3 separate regions of the Sus scrofa genome follow, and regions 1 and 3 are each linked to region 2. Evidence: chromatin contacts called from public Hi-C data. All regions are on one chromosome and are shown on one strand. The core of a region is the stretch at or near the end of the contact, and the rest is flanking DNA. Distances in the headings are between cores, read along the strand shown. Region 1 holds the start of NAIF1 (nuclear apoptosis-inducing factor 1). Region 2 holds the start of CIZ1 (cip1-interacting zinc finger protein). Region 3 holds the start of GOLGA2 (golgin subfamily A member 2).

Region 1 (4,551 bases), core at 1,935-4,434, 110 kb after region 2:
ACCCAACGGTAGTAAGCTAGACTTTGTGCAGTCACGAGGCCTGGGTTTACCCATCACCCACTGATAAGCACTCACAAACCCTAGCATCTCAGACCGGTCCTGGGGGGGTGGGGATGGGGGGTGGTCACACCAAGCAGCTGCCAAAGGTTGAGGTTGTGTTTTTCAATGCCTATTCCCATGGCAGATAAACCCATTTTGAACGGAGGGCCCCAAATTCTCTTTGACTTTGCTGGTTCTGCAAAATTACATTACTTTTTCTGCATTAGCTAATACTGATACTATTTGCAGCAGGAAGTGGTATGGAGGGTTCACAAGCCAGGCTGTCTTCCTGTCGCCCAGCTATTTACAAAAAGGCAGGTTCTTTCTCTAATACTTCTTTTTTTTTTTTTTTTTTTTTCTTTTCTGGCTGCCCCAGGGCATATGGAGTTCCTGGGCCAGGGATCAGATCTGAGGCCCAGTTGTGACCTAAGCCGCAGCTGCGGCATCAAGGATCCTTAACCCATTGTTGTCAGGAGGGGGGGGAGGTCGAACTTGCACCGATTCTGTTAGGCCACATTGGGAACTCTGTCTTTCTCTACTACTTAAAGCATTCGTCACAGGACTAGCTCTTGGGCTCCTTCGCAGGGAGTAAATGAATCAAATGGATTCTCCCCAATCTCTCAAAGCTGTATAATTTCACATTCACAAGCTGAAGGAGTTGTAGAAATAGTCAGAGTCCATATTAAAGCCACACACCAGATGATAGAACTTAGCCACAGAGTTAAAGATTTTAGAGCCAATGTGGCCCCAAGAGGCTAGGCTCCCTTTGGTTAATCCAAAAGGTTTCCTTTCAACCTTGGAAAGGAAAACCACCACTTCTCCCTATTTGCCCTTAGACACTTACTGCCAAAAACAAAACCCAAAAACTGGATTTGGACCAGTATCAAATGTGCCATGGAGGGAGTTCCCATTGTGGCGCAGCAGAAATGAATCTGACTCGTAACCATGAGGTTGCGGGTTCGATCCCTGGCCTCGCTCAGTGGGTTAAGGATTCAGCGTTGCGGTGGCTATGGTATAGCCTGGAAGCTACAGTTCTGATGCTACCCCTAACTTGGGAATCTCCATATGCCGCGGGCGAGGCCCTAAAGAACCAACAAAACAAACAAAACAGAAAACCAAATGTGTCATGGATCGAGGGAACACTGGAACACCAGATGAGGCACAAAGCATGGTGTATACACTCCTGAAGCCAGATGCACAGATGTGCCCGGTGGCAAGGTGGCAAACACCAGGTGGCCACATTCATGAAAGCAGTAAGGGTCACCCAGGCACAGGCACACACCTCCCTCAGCCAAAAGGCACAGGCCCTCTGAGTTTAGCCATCCTGTCTTTCCAAGTGACTTACTCATCAGTTATGGATTGGAAAATATCCAGCTCACAACAACATTCTGCATAAAACTTGTGTTCGAAGATTTTTTCTGTTTTTTTTTTTTTAAACTTGTCTCTCTGCTCCCGGACTTAACCCAGTGATTCTCTCTTGCACAGGGTTACCCTTGGTCTCCTAGGCTGATCCTGAGTAGGTTATACATCTTGGATGTTGAGCCAAGATATTTTGGACATGAGTTTAAAACACTTCACGTTAAACTACCCAGTCCATAAATTGGTTGAATTCACAGGGATTGGACCAGATGTTTCCCCACTCTTAGCTCTGAGAGATTCTCTAATTGCGCTGTGTATAAACAGACCAAAGGAACAAACTTCGAAGAGAAACAGGTTACTAGGTAAAGGGCTCATTAGTTTTCCTCCAGGTTTATAAATCGGGCTAAGCCATAATAGATGAACCATGTGGAAAAGGACAGCCACAGCTACAAAGTCAGATGGAGAAACATACCATGAGAGACAGAAGGGAGAGAAACAGCCTCTGCTTGAGGTTTTTAATACTGAAAGGACAGCACTTCTTGTCTGCCCTTCCTCCTTGGCTGGGAGCCTATTGGAGGACAAGAGTAACAATACCCCCTCCTGGGTGGGTCACACTTTCACTTTTAGGAAGGATTTCCCCCTAATTCTTTCATTCTAATCTGCAACCCTGTAAGAGATCACAATTCCATCTTCTGAATCAGCGTGTCCACGGGATGGCTCTAACTCCTGAGAATCATCAGTTCTCAACACCCCCAGATTCATCAGAAACCCCAGTTTCTTTTTTTTTTTCTAACTTCCACATGCTTCTGAGAGGAACCAGATCAGGGCCCACAGGCGGCATGGAAGGGAGCGGGAGAGGCGAGTGAGGGGTGTCCCTGGAGGAGGATGGATGAAACCATTAATGAAGGGTAGAGGGGAGCATCAAAGCTTACTCTTGAGGTCAGAAGGTGACATAAGGCAAACTTTTGAGATTTGACCTTCTACTTTGGGGAAAGCCCGACCAGAAAGGGGCTTTTCTACCATCAGAATGTCCAGAGAGTGCCCACCTGTAGCCAGGAGAGCCTTTCCTCCTGGCCCAAGAGCCCACAGAGGTCAAGAAGGAGCTCCACTCCCACCAGAAAATGGGGTGCCATCTGTCACCAGGGGGTCCCAGCCCACCCGAGAGGTCATCCACCAAGACAACCAAGCTCCAAGGGATTGCCCAAGAAGGCGATGGTGCAGACCAGACCTGTCACCTGGACCTCCCGAAGGTGCTGGGGAACGAAGGGAGTCCCCTCCCCGCCCACGCGGACAGAGCTCATTGCCTACCTGGAGCTCGCCCTCAGTGCGGTGCAGTCCCAGGCGCCGAAGCCCCACTGCTAAGTCGTTGACACACAAGCCGCCGTCGCGGTTGACGTCGAGAGTCTGGAAGAGGCTCCACAGGCGCAGCTGGTGGTCCGGCCCCCGCAGACGGCGCCGCCGCACGGGTCTACAGACGCCGGCGACGAGGCGGACGAAGAGGCGGTGGCGGCGGCGTCCGGCGGCGGGGAAGCCACGCAGCGGCACAACACACTGCTCACCATCGGGCGCGAGGCAAGGGCAACGGGCCGGCGGGGAGAGCACGAAAGATACGCGGGTGTCCCCAGACACTGAGCGCGGGCTCAGGGATGCCGGCAAGCTGGCCGGATGGGCGGCTTCCGGGAGCCCGGCCCCGCCTCTTGCCGCCTGGATGGTCACGCCCCTAGGCACGACGCCCGCCACTCATAGACCGGACGGCCACCTAGAGAGGCGGAGCCTCCCCAAGAACTGCCCACGCGGCCCTGGACTTACCCAGATCAATGGAGAGGGCGGGCGATCTCTGCTCAGCCAGGGGCCGATTCAAACTGAGGGAGGTGGGGATTGGCTGGGTCCGGCCGAGAGAGGAAGTCACGCTGTGATAGGCACAAGTCTTGTGATTGGCAGGCAGAAGGCCCCGTGTCATATTTCCATTGAGAAACGTGGTTTAGATGAAGGAATCGTAAAGATTGGAGGAGCTGTCCTATTCGTAGAGATTGTAATATCCGGTGAGAAGTAGGATTTACGTGAGGAGCAACTGTGAGATGCGCTTGCAAGGCAGAATTTGCGCACCTGGATGGAATTAAAAATTAATTGGCCAACATCTCAGGCCGCAAGCACTAGAGATCCTCAGGAGGCCGAGTTTTGGTAATCTAACTCCCTAAACCACAAATAAAAGAGCTGAATTTAACGGCGCAAAACTCGTAAAACTGATGATTGAACGACATGACTATTTTCCAATGGAAATGAATTAAGGCTAGGTTGGGTGGCGCGCTCCGTAGCGACAGACACGCCTTTAGACCAATCATCAGGCCAATTTCAGTAAATAGGCGGGCCCTTGGTTGAATGACAGATGGAAAGAACCAGTGAGCGACGTAATCTGTGAGCCTCGGCCAACCGGGAGGGTGGGTCCCCTGGAGAAGCTCTGGGAGGCGGGAAGAGGGGAAGTGGGCGGATCTCCGCACATCCCGGCGGAAGAGGCAGATTCAGGAAGCCATTACGCAGCTGGCTGGCAGCGGCTGAGCGAGTCGGAGCTGGGCCCTACGCAGTTTGCGTAACGAGGGGGGTTACCAAAGGCCTGGTGCTTGGCCTTGGACAAGCCCAGCCTATCCTCTGTAGGAGGGGGTGGGTGAGGAGCGAGGCTAAGGGAGAAGAGAAGGGGAATTTGGGCGGGTAGGGGATTATAATTTATTTAAAAGGCGGGGTGGGGAGAGGCCATGGCTGTCCCAGCCAAGAAGAGGAAGATGAACTTCTCTGAGCGAGAGGTGGAGATCATCGTGGAGGAGTTGGAATTGAAGAAGCACCTGCTGGTGAACCACTTCAACGCCGGGGTCCCTCTGGCTGCCAAGAGCGCAGCGTGGCATGGCATCCTGAGAAGGGTCAATGCCGTGGCCACCTGCCGCAGGGAGCTGCCCGAGGTCAAGAAAAAGTGGTCTGATCTCAAGACCGAGGTCCGTCGCAAGGTTGCCCAGGTCCGGGCGGCTGTGGAGGGTGGTGAGGCCCCAGGGCCCACTGAGGACGACGGAGCCGGTGGGCCTGGGACAGGTGGTGGCAGTGGCGGTGGTGGCCCAGCTGTAGCCCCGTACTGCTCACCCCCATGCAACAACGCATCTGCAACCT
Region 2 (4,555 bases), core at 1,376-3,875:
CACGGGAAAAAGAAAAAGAAACATCAATCAATCAAACAAAGAGACAAAAAAAACAAGAGAGAACCTGAAATAAACGTGGCAACCCTCATTTAAAACAAAATCCTGGGAGTTCCATGGCGCAGTGGAAACGAATCCGACTGGGAATCATGAGGTTGCAGGTTCGATCCCTGGCCTCGCTCAGTGGGTTAAGGTTCTGGCGTTGGGTTGCCATGAGTTGTGGTGTAGGTCGCAGATGCAGCTTGGATCTGGTGTTGCTGTGGCTCTGGCACAGAACAGCAGCTGTAACTCTGATTAGACCCTTAGCCAGGGATCTCCATATGCTGTGGGTGCAGCCCTCAAAAGATGAAAGACAACGACAACAATAACAACAGAATCCTAAAAGACAAAAAAAATTAAATAAAAATAACAGCAAATCCTTTGGAGTTCCGGTTGTGGCACAGTGGTTAACGAATCTGACTAGGAACCATGAGGTTGCAGGTTCGATCCCTGGCCTTGCTCAGTGGGTTAAGGATCTGGCGTTGCCGTGAGCTGTGGTGTAGGTCGCAGACACAGCTCAGATCCCGCGTTGCTGTGGCTCTGGTGTAGGTTGGCAGCTACAGCTCCAATTAGACCCCTAGCCTGGGAACCTCCATATGCCGCAGAAGTGGCCCTAGAAAAGGCAAAATAATAATAATAATAATAAACAAAATCCTTTGAGGAGTCCCCATTGTGGCTCAGTGGAAACAAATCTGACTAGCATCCATGAGGACGCAGGTTCGATCCCTGCCTTGCTCAGTAGGTTAAGGATCCGGCGTTGCTGAGGCTGTAGTGTAGACCGCTGGCTACAGCTTCGTTTCAACCTCTAGCCTGGGAACCTCCATATCCCGCAGGTGTGGCCTTAAAAACACAAAAATAAAAATTAAAAATATGAAAAAATCCTTTGAAATAATTCCTGAAGGCTGTGTGCCTTAGGAGGCGGACACCAATGCTTTATTTAGCTGTTCCCCAAAGTTGATTATTTTCCAGACAGCTATGATAAATCATGTTTCTGTGAGTGACTTGCTGGGTTTTGAAAAGACTTCTTTCTGATTATTTTCTTGGGCTAGATTCCTATAAGTGGGGTGACCAGATCAAGGGGCAAGGTGTTCAAGGCGTTCAAGAGTCTTGATGGAGAATTTGCAGAATGCTTTCTGGAAAGGTGAACCAACACAGGAATCCAGTGCTGGCTTCTCTACCTTTACCACCACGAACATTATTTTTAGCTTTTTGTACTTTGGCAATTTGCTAAGCTCGCCCTGTGCCAGGTGCCAGTGCTAAACGTTATGTAATAGCATCCTCACACATACAACTCTTCCCCCGGGAGGGGGTACTCATTTTACAGACGAAGAAAGGCTCAGGTCCGCCAGGGGCGCCTAGCCACAAGGCAGCGGGACCCCAATTCAATCCCGGACCCCTCCGAGGTCCCAGATAGATCTATCTGTTTGGAAGCCTGGGCGATCTTGACTTGACCCCACCCCTTCTTCCTTGGTTCTCACTGGAGCCGAGCGTTCTAATCTGGGTGGATACGATGCTGTCACACTCTCTTCTCTAGCGCTCCCTGCCCTCCATAGATAAAACCCAACTCTTCAGGCCCGTGTTCAAAGCCTGGTTGCCCTTCCGCCCAAGGCGCGAAGTCCCCTGAGTCTAGCCGCGCCCAGCCCTCCCGCCTAAGTCCAAGCAGAGTTAGGCACCTCTGTGCGGCCGCCCGGGGCGGCGGTAGAGCGGGTCCCGAGCTTTAGGGAAGCACTGGTCACATGACTGCAGTGATTGGTTGACACTCGGGTCTCCTTGGGTGGACCTCAGGTCTGCGCATCCCTAGCGCCACCATGCGCCGTGCGGCATGTGGTCTGCGCCTAAAGCAAAGTGAGCGCATTGCCTGGGGCTGTTAAGAGTTGAGGACGGCTTTGAGTAACTGCAAAGGGGAGAGAGATTGCTATTTAGTAACGCAGCTCGGTGACTCGAAGTGGGGGCCATTGGGAAGGGCGCCGGGGCGCAGGACGGAGTCGTAATTAAAGGGTCTTTGCTGGCAGCACCATTCGGGGGCAGGATGCGCGCCGGGTTTTGTTGTGGTTGTTTTAACCATTGAACTCAGCCCTCCTCACCCGCCCCCGAGTCAAATCCTAGGGGGAAAAAACAGTAACTTTCAAACCCACCTCCCATACCTTTTAGGGCAAATTCTTCTGCCCCGCTATGCCGATCGCCTTCTCGCCCGGTCTCAGTCCCCTAATGTACAGCTGCACGCCCCTCCCATCCCAGCCCCGCGCGGGGCCCTTGATCGCGGGACAGTGGCACCCGCGGGGAGGTCGGTTGGAGACGGTCCCCGCCAGACGACAGATCACTCTGGGTGGCGACGGATGGACTTTGGGCTCAGAGCAGCCCCTTCACGATGCGGAGAACGAGGGACGGAGGGTCTGCTCTGCTCAGGACCGCCTCGCAGCCCGGAACTAAGCCCTCCACTACCCAGCCGCTGGGTGAGCAGGCACCGCCCCTGCCGCGTTGCGGGTGCGCTGGGCAGGATCTCGCGACGCGGCGGGCGCCACCCGGACCTCCCGGCCTCCAGAGGGCGCTGCCTGGGCCCGGCCTGCAGACCGCCTTCGGAAGCGCCAGGCCCCGGCGGAGCTGCGGGGAGCCGGGGATCCGCGAGCCGGAGCCTCCCGGCCTGTCCGGCCTGCCCTGCCGCTGGGGCCTACGCGACCGCGGCGAGAGTGCGGGGAGGAGGCCGTGCGATTCCCGCCCTGGGAGGCGAGGGGCGCGGGCCGGGCACCGCTGGGGGGACGGCCGAAGACTTAGGGGCCCCTTGAACGGAGGCTGCGGGCTTCGCGGGCAGGTGGGGATACCGGATTTGAAGTGTAATGCTGGCTCGATCTGTAAAGGAAGGGGTTAGTGGAATGGGGGTGGGGAGTAGAGTGGAGGGAAGCCTGTCCTACTTCGTTCTTGGATGAAAGTGAAAGGTAGCGGCGGGGGTGGGGGCGGGGGCTGATGTTATTGACATAAAATGTGCGCTTGGGACGGGGTGGGCGTATCAAAGGGGTGTGAGTGGAGAGGGGCTGGCATCGGTACGCGATTGGCGCGGAGAATGGCCGAAGGGTGGGGTGGGAGGTGTATTTGTGTCGGACGCTCCTCCAGGAAGGACCGAGCGGGAGAGTTGGCGAGATAGGGGGCGGGGTCGGACGTTTGAAAGGGGGACTGTTGGAAAGATTTGGGGGAAATTGGCAGGAGGCGGGGGGGCGAACCCTTCTGCTGGTGGAATTGGAGGGGTTTTGAAAGGATGGGCCGCAAGTGTGGCCAGCTCTGGGCAGGACCGGGACAGTAGCTGTGAAACTCAGCCGCGGTATTTGAGCGCCGCGGGCTGGGAGTGGGTGACGGAGATCCGGCCTGACTCCCCCCGCCTTCCCTCAGCCACCATGTTCAACCAGCAGCAGCAGCAGCAGCTCCAGCAGTTCCAGCAGCAGCAGCAGCAGCTTCAGCAGCAACAGCTTCAGCAGCAGCAGCTACAACAGCAGCAGTTGCTGCAGCTCCAGCAGCTGCTCCAGCAGTCCCCTCCGCAGGCTCCTCTGCCCATGGCCGTCAGCCGGTGAGCTCCCACTGGAGGGGTGGGTGGCTTTAGCCCAGCCCCTCAGATGCATGCCTTGGTGCGTCCCCTCCCCCAAGACATTTCTCCCCGGAGCATCCCTGTCTGAGTCCTGGAGGCCCCTACTCCCCACCCCAAGGGGATCCTCTGTCTGCTGTAGAGGCAGGCAGAGAATGGAGGAGAGGGATCTCAGGGAGGAGGGAGGATCTGACTCTCCCAGTAACCGTCTGACTCCTGCTCTCAACACCCAGGGGGCTCCCCCAGCAGCAACCACAGCAGCAGCTCCTGAATCTCCAGGGCACCAGCTCCGCCTCCCTCCTCAACGGCTCTGTGCTGCAGAGAGCTTTGCTTCTGCAGCAGTTGCAAGGTACGGCCGCCGGCCCTGTCTCTCTCCATCCTAAGGGTAGCTCCTCAACAGCATTCAATGTCAAGTCCACACGGCAACCCTGAGAGGGAGCTACTGTCAGGGTCCTAGTGATGAGGACACTGAGGCTCTAGGAGGTGGAAGTCCCTCAGTTGCTCAGCTGAATGCAGGTCTGTCTGATCACGGCAGTGTGCCCTTGGCCATGGTGCCAGCTCCGTGGGCGCTACTCAGCACACTTTGCTGACATGCACATTAGAAGATGATGGGTGGAAAGGTCTATTTTGACCACCCTCCTTCGCATCTTGTTTGGCAGATGAGGAAGCTGAGGTTCAGAGAAGGAAAGTCATTTGCCCTGGGTCACACAGCATCAGCAGTGGTTGAGCTAGATGGAGGCTTGGGCCTCCTGACTGCCTGGATCACTGAATGGATGGATGTCTCTAGCCCTCTGCATTAAGCCTGAGCCCTTACCCGAGTTTTCCCCTGTGGAGAGCTGTCTTTCTGGCCTTCCTTCCAAGATGTGACTCCTAATACTTCAGCCACTGTGGGGGTAATCCCAGGGCCAGCTTGTCTTCAGACCCAGCCCCTCCCGCAGGGTAGCTGTG
Region 3 (4,332 bases), core at 190-2,689, 79 kb before region 2:
CCTGCCAGCTGGAGGGATGCTGGAGTTGAAAGGCGTCCTGGATTATAGAGGGGGCCTGATGATTGTTTAAGCCTTCATTACTTGGGGTTTTCTTTTACTCTCAGCCAAACTCATCTTTACCTGGTCCCCAGTCTGACCCGAGAATCCACTTCAGGTCCACCTCTTGGGTTCTCCTCTCAAATCTATGTTATCCCTGGGTTTATAGTCTCACTGGGTAGCAAAACCCTTCTGTTCATCTTTGTCCTTTCTGGCTCTAAAAGCTTCAAGGGCTGGTGCCTGATACTCGGCTAGTCTTCAGGAAATGGGTGTTGGAGCAACTCTAATACAAGAGACAGAGGCAGACGTGGTTCCCATATTTAGGATAGGGGCTTTTAACCAGTCAACGGACCATGAGTAAATACTAGCTGCCAGGCACAGGCAAAGGCTCCAGAGGTTTAGCAATGGATAAGACATCCAGGCTTGATCCCCTGCCCTCATAGACTGTAGAGCCTCGTCCCAGACATAAAACACCCAACAATTAGGCTCTTCTTCCAGAGAGTCCCATTTACAGCTCTCCTCACAGGTCCCACCTCATCAGAAAAGGCTTCCTGACCACCCCAGCTAAAATGGCCACTCCTCAGTCACTCACGAGCCCCTTGTCCTGATGTTTTCTTTCTTTCTTTCTTTTTTTTGGCTTTTGTTGTTTCAAGGCCGTACCCTCAGCATATGGAGGTTCCCAGCCTCAGGGTCTAATTGGAGCTATAGCTGCCTGCCTACACCACAGCCACAGCCATGCCAGATCTGAGCCACATCTGCGACCTACACCACAGCTCACAGCAACGCTGGATCCTTAACCCACTGAGCGAGGCCAGGGATCGAACCTGCAACCTCATGGTTCCCAGTCGGATTTGTTTCTGCCGCGCCACCACGGGAACTCCCTGTCCTGATGTTTTTAACATCAGTCACCACCCGACATGTTGTACATTTCAGGAATAATATTATGTTCATTGTCAGTCTTATACCCCGGGGCTGTAAACACCATGAGAGCAGGGACTTTGTTTTATTCACTGCTGATTGCCCTGTGTCTATAACAGTCTCTGGCGCATAGCAGGTATTATCTCAAATGAGTCCGTCAAACAGCCAATCAACTAACTGCCATCTGCAAAGTGCTTTGAAGTACAGGGAGCCAAGGGAGTGTCTCACAGAGCCACTGGCCTGAGCCAGAAAGTGGGGCTGAGATTTCTCTGAGGAAGCTCAGCTTTAAAGGATGCGTAGGTATCAGTTTGGCCAAAAGCTGGAAAAACAGTATCCCAGACAGGGGTCAGTGTATCCAAATGCCCAAGACAGGAGAGAGCACATGTGTTTGAGGGAATGAGAGTGGTTTCCAAGGGGGTGGAACGGGTGAGGGAGGGACAGTGGGAGGGAGGGACAGTGGTGTGGAAAGAAGGAAACCAACCAACCACTTGTGGCGCTGGCAGGAAGGAGGAGAGACGGAGCCCACTTGCAGAGCCTGGGGTACCACTGACGAACGCCAGGATGCTCTTTCTTTTTTGAAGCTTGGTGGGCAGGAGGAAAAGAAGGGGAAGGACTGCGAAATGACCTGGACTTTCTCCGCAGAATGAGGTCAGCTGAGGGAAGACCTCGAAGAGGGCAGCGGGTGGGTCAGCCGCTGCTGGGGACGGAGAGGGGGGCTGGGAGCCGAGGGAGCTAACCGGGTGGGAGGGCCGGAGAGGGGGCAGAGGCATACTCACAGGGGATCGGAAGGCCCCGCGGCAGCTTTTGGAAAGTCCTGGTTGAGTCCTGGAGAGGAATCCAAGGGAAAAAGTTGATTGGACCCAGAGTCCGCCTCGGCAGGAAAGCGGTACTCTGGGGGTGTGAGAGGAGGGACAGCCGTGCGGGAGGAGCGACCGCGACTGGATGCTCCCGGGATCAGGGTGGGGTTCCTCGAGGAGGGTATTCGGACAGGGGGTAGAGTGTGGAGGAGCGGATGGAGGCCTCTGGAGCTGATCTCAGGGAAAAGAAAGTTGGGGGCAAAGCTACGGGAGCGAGAGGGACTGGGAAGGGATGTGCTTTCCCCGTGCTGTCCGCTCCTCGCCCACCTCCTCAGCCCTGGGGTTCGGGGCCCCCGACTCGGGGGGGTCTGCAGTGCAGGAGGGTCCAGGGCGAGGGCGAAAAAGAGGCCTCTCAGCCCGCCAGCTATTCCGAATCCTGTGATGGAGACCAGGAGTCGTTATACAGCCAGCTGCGCGCGCACCCTGCGAGAGCAGGCCCCGCCCCTCCCCCCGCCGAGGTGGGCGGGGACCGCGGCTGCGCGCGCAGCCTGTATTATGACTCCACCCGTTCCACCTGGCTCGCGGCGGCCTAGCCACGCCCCCTTTTCCTTTCATCTTTCCAATCGGCCAATGGGATTGGAGAATCTAGGCCACGCCCACGCCGCTGCTGCCTAGAACCGCCCCGGTCCCTCCTTTTCTGGCTCAGTCGCACAGTGGCGCGGTGACTGCCGGAAGCAATTCCGCGGTGGTTGCCGGGATCGTGCTGATGTGGCCCCCCCTTCCCCCGCCCCGTCCCGGGATGTCGGAAGAAACCCGACAGAGCAAATTGGCTGCGGCCAAGAAAAAGGTAAAACACGCGGGGTCGCGGCTCCCTGACTCAGCCCGAGACCCCTTCGATGGCCGGGCCATGGCCAGAGTCTGTGCTGCCTCCAAGGCACACGGGGCGAGCCCCTCGGCGCCCCTTGGCGCCCCCCTCAAAAAGTCTTCTCAGCCAGTCCCGCCCCCTGGCAGCCCAGCCCCCGCCCTCACTCGTCACCCCCGGGTGACTTTGGGCTGGTGACCCCCGGGGCTTCCCGCTTCAGGTTCGGCCCTCGCCTCCCGCCGCCCAGAACCGGACCTCTTGGGCTCCCTGGGCTCCCTAGTCTCCCGGTCTCCAAGGACCTCGGTCCTGGCCTTGCGCTCCCCTCCCCCACCGCGGAGCGGCGACTCGGGCGTCGGGAGGGAGGAGTGGAATGTAGTTACGTCATAATCCCCCTCGGAACTGTCATTACCGCCCGGAGCCCGAGCCCCGGTGTTTGATACTACGACCCGGTCCCCTAGTGTTTTCCCACCCTTTCCGGTTTCTTTGGCCGCGGCACAGATTTCCAGCTTGATGGGAAGTCGGAACTATCGGACCTAGGTCCGACTTGGGTTTCAGGCCCCTTTACTCTAGACTGTACCCCATCCTTGGATGTTGATAGCGTAAAAGACCCCCGCTTTACACTTCACCAGTGATCTCAAAACATGGACATCATCTCTGGGTGGCAATGGGGAGAATGTGTTTTGTTTAGTTTGGTTTTCTCCCTGGTTTCCATCCAGAGAGACTTTCACATTTTTCACCTGAATTTTCTATCTCTAATTCCCTGTGAATCTGAGGCCAGAGTGCCCCTCATTCAGTGCTCTTTGGAGTGAGATCTGCTTATCCTCTGTGGAACAGATCCCCGGAAATTGAACTTCCCAGCTGGGGAATCTTTCCCAAATCATCATCTCAACATCCTAAGTGCCGCAGGATGAAATGTGGGACCGCAGCATCAATTTGGCTTGATTCTCTTGAGAGAGAAGCCTTTCGTATTAATGTAGTTAGGGATGACATTTGCATAGACTCATAAGGTTGTAATAGACTTCTCTCTGAGTTGTCCCCTTTCTGTTACATTTCCAGATTTACTAGGGGTGTTGCTTTCACTGTCTTCTGCCATTAGGATAATGGGTGTGAAAGTTTGATAAGAACTGGTGTGCAGCTCTAACAGGTGTAAGAAAGGACCCTGATGTCTGATTAAATGTTTACTTTTCCACCTCTGCCTCTGGCAGCTGTTGACAGATGTCATAACCCCAGAACTCAGTGTCTGAAGACTGAGTTTAAATTCCCTTATTACCCATTATTGCTTTTTTCCCCCTCCCTAGCCATGTTATCAGTCCCTTTCTTGAATCATGGACAATTATGACACCTGGTAGAGTTGCTGTAACATTAAATCTGATGGCATATGGAAGAGTATTTTGTAATCTTTTTAATTTTATTTTATTTTGGGGGGACCACACCCATGGCATATGGAAATTCCCAGGCTAGGGGTCGAATCAGAGCTGTAGCTGTCAACCTACGCCACAGCCACAGCAATGCCAGATCCGAGGTGCATCTGTGACCTACACCACAGCTTACAGCCATGCCGGATCCTTAACCCACTGAGCGAGGCCAGGGATCAAACCTGCATCCTTGTGGGTACTAGTCAGATTTGTTTCTGCTGAACCGTGATGGGGGACCTCTGTATTTTGTAAACTTTAAAGTAGGATGTGAAATGGGGGGGGCGCACTTATAGTTCTCATGAGT

The links. A called contact is a pair of places that touch in the nucleus more often than the background predicts.
Region 1: a Hi-C map of skeletal muscle shows a contact between it and region 2, with 3 times the contacts expected there. The contact joins the promoter of NAIF1 here to the promoter of CIZ1 in region 2. A contact is called at or near these places in 4 of 47 Hi-C or Micro-C datasets (epiblast stem cells, heart right ventricle, liver and 1 more) and 1 of 2 datasets of contacts at active chromatin or transcription factors (alveolar macrophages).
Region 3: a Hi-C map of liver shows a contact between it and region 2, with 3 times the contacts expected there. The contact joins the promoter of GOLGA2 here to the promoter of CIZ1 in region 2. A contact is called at or near these places in 2 of 5 promoter capture datasets (fetal skeletal muscle and liver), 5 of 47 Hi-C or Micro-C datasets (embryonic fibroblasts, liver, mesenteric adipose tissue and 2 more) and 2 of 2 datasets of contacts at active chromatin or transcription factors (alveolar macrophages and skeletal muscle).

The regions. Positions count from the first base shown.
Region 1 is chr1:268,530,161-268,534,711 of Sscrofa11.1, reverse strand. NAIF1 (nuclear apoptosis-inducing factor 1) reads left to right here and starts at 3,184. Exons shown (of 5, transcript XM_003480616.4): 1 at 3,184-4,506; 2 at 4,509-4,551. The coding sequence starts at 4,149. SLC25A25 (solute carrier family 25 member 25) reads right to left here and starts at 2,960. Exons shown (of 11, transcript NM_001164510.1): 1 at 2,839-2,960; 2 at 2,707-2,836. The coding sequence starts at 2,960.
Region 2 is chr1:268,640,134-268,644,688 of Sscrofa11.1, reverse strand. CIZ1 (cip1-interacting zinc finger protein) reads left to right here and starts at 2,625. Exons shown (of 19, transcript XM_013993898.2): 1 at 2,625-2,845; 2 at 3,418-3,592; 3 at 3,841-3,956. The coding sequence starts at 3,423.
Region 3 is chr1:268,718,281-268,722,612 of Sscrofa11.1, reverse strand. GOLGA2 (golgin subfamily A member 2) reads left to right here and starts at 1,439. Exons shown (of 26, transcript XM_021069501.1): 1 at 1,439-1,602. SWI5 (a long non-coding RNA gene) reads right to left here and starts at 2,381. Exons shown (of 5, transcript XR_001306646.2): 1 at 2,079-2,381; 2 at 1,731-1,779.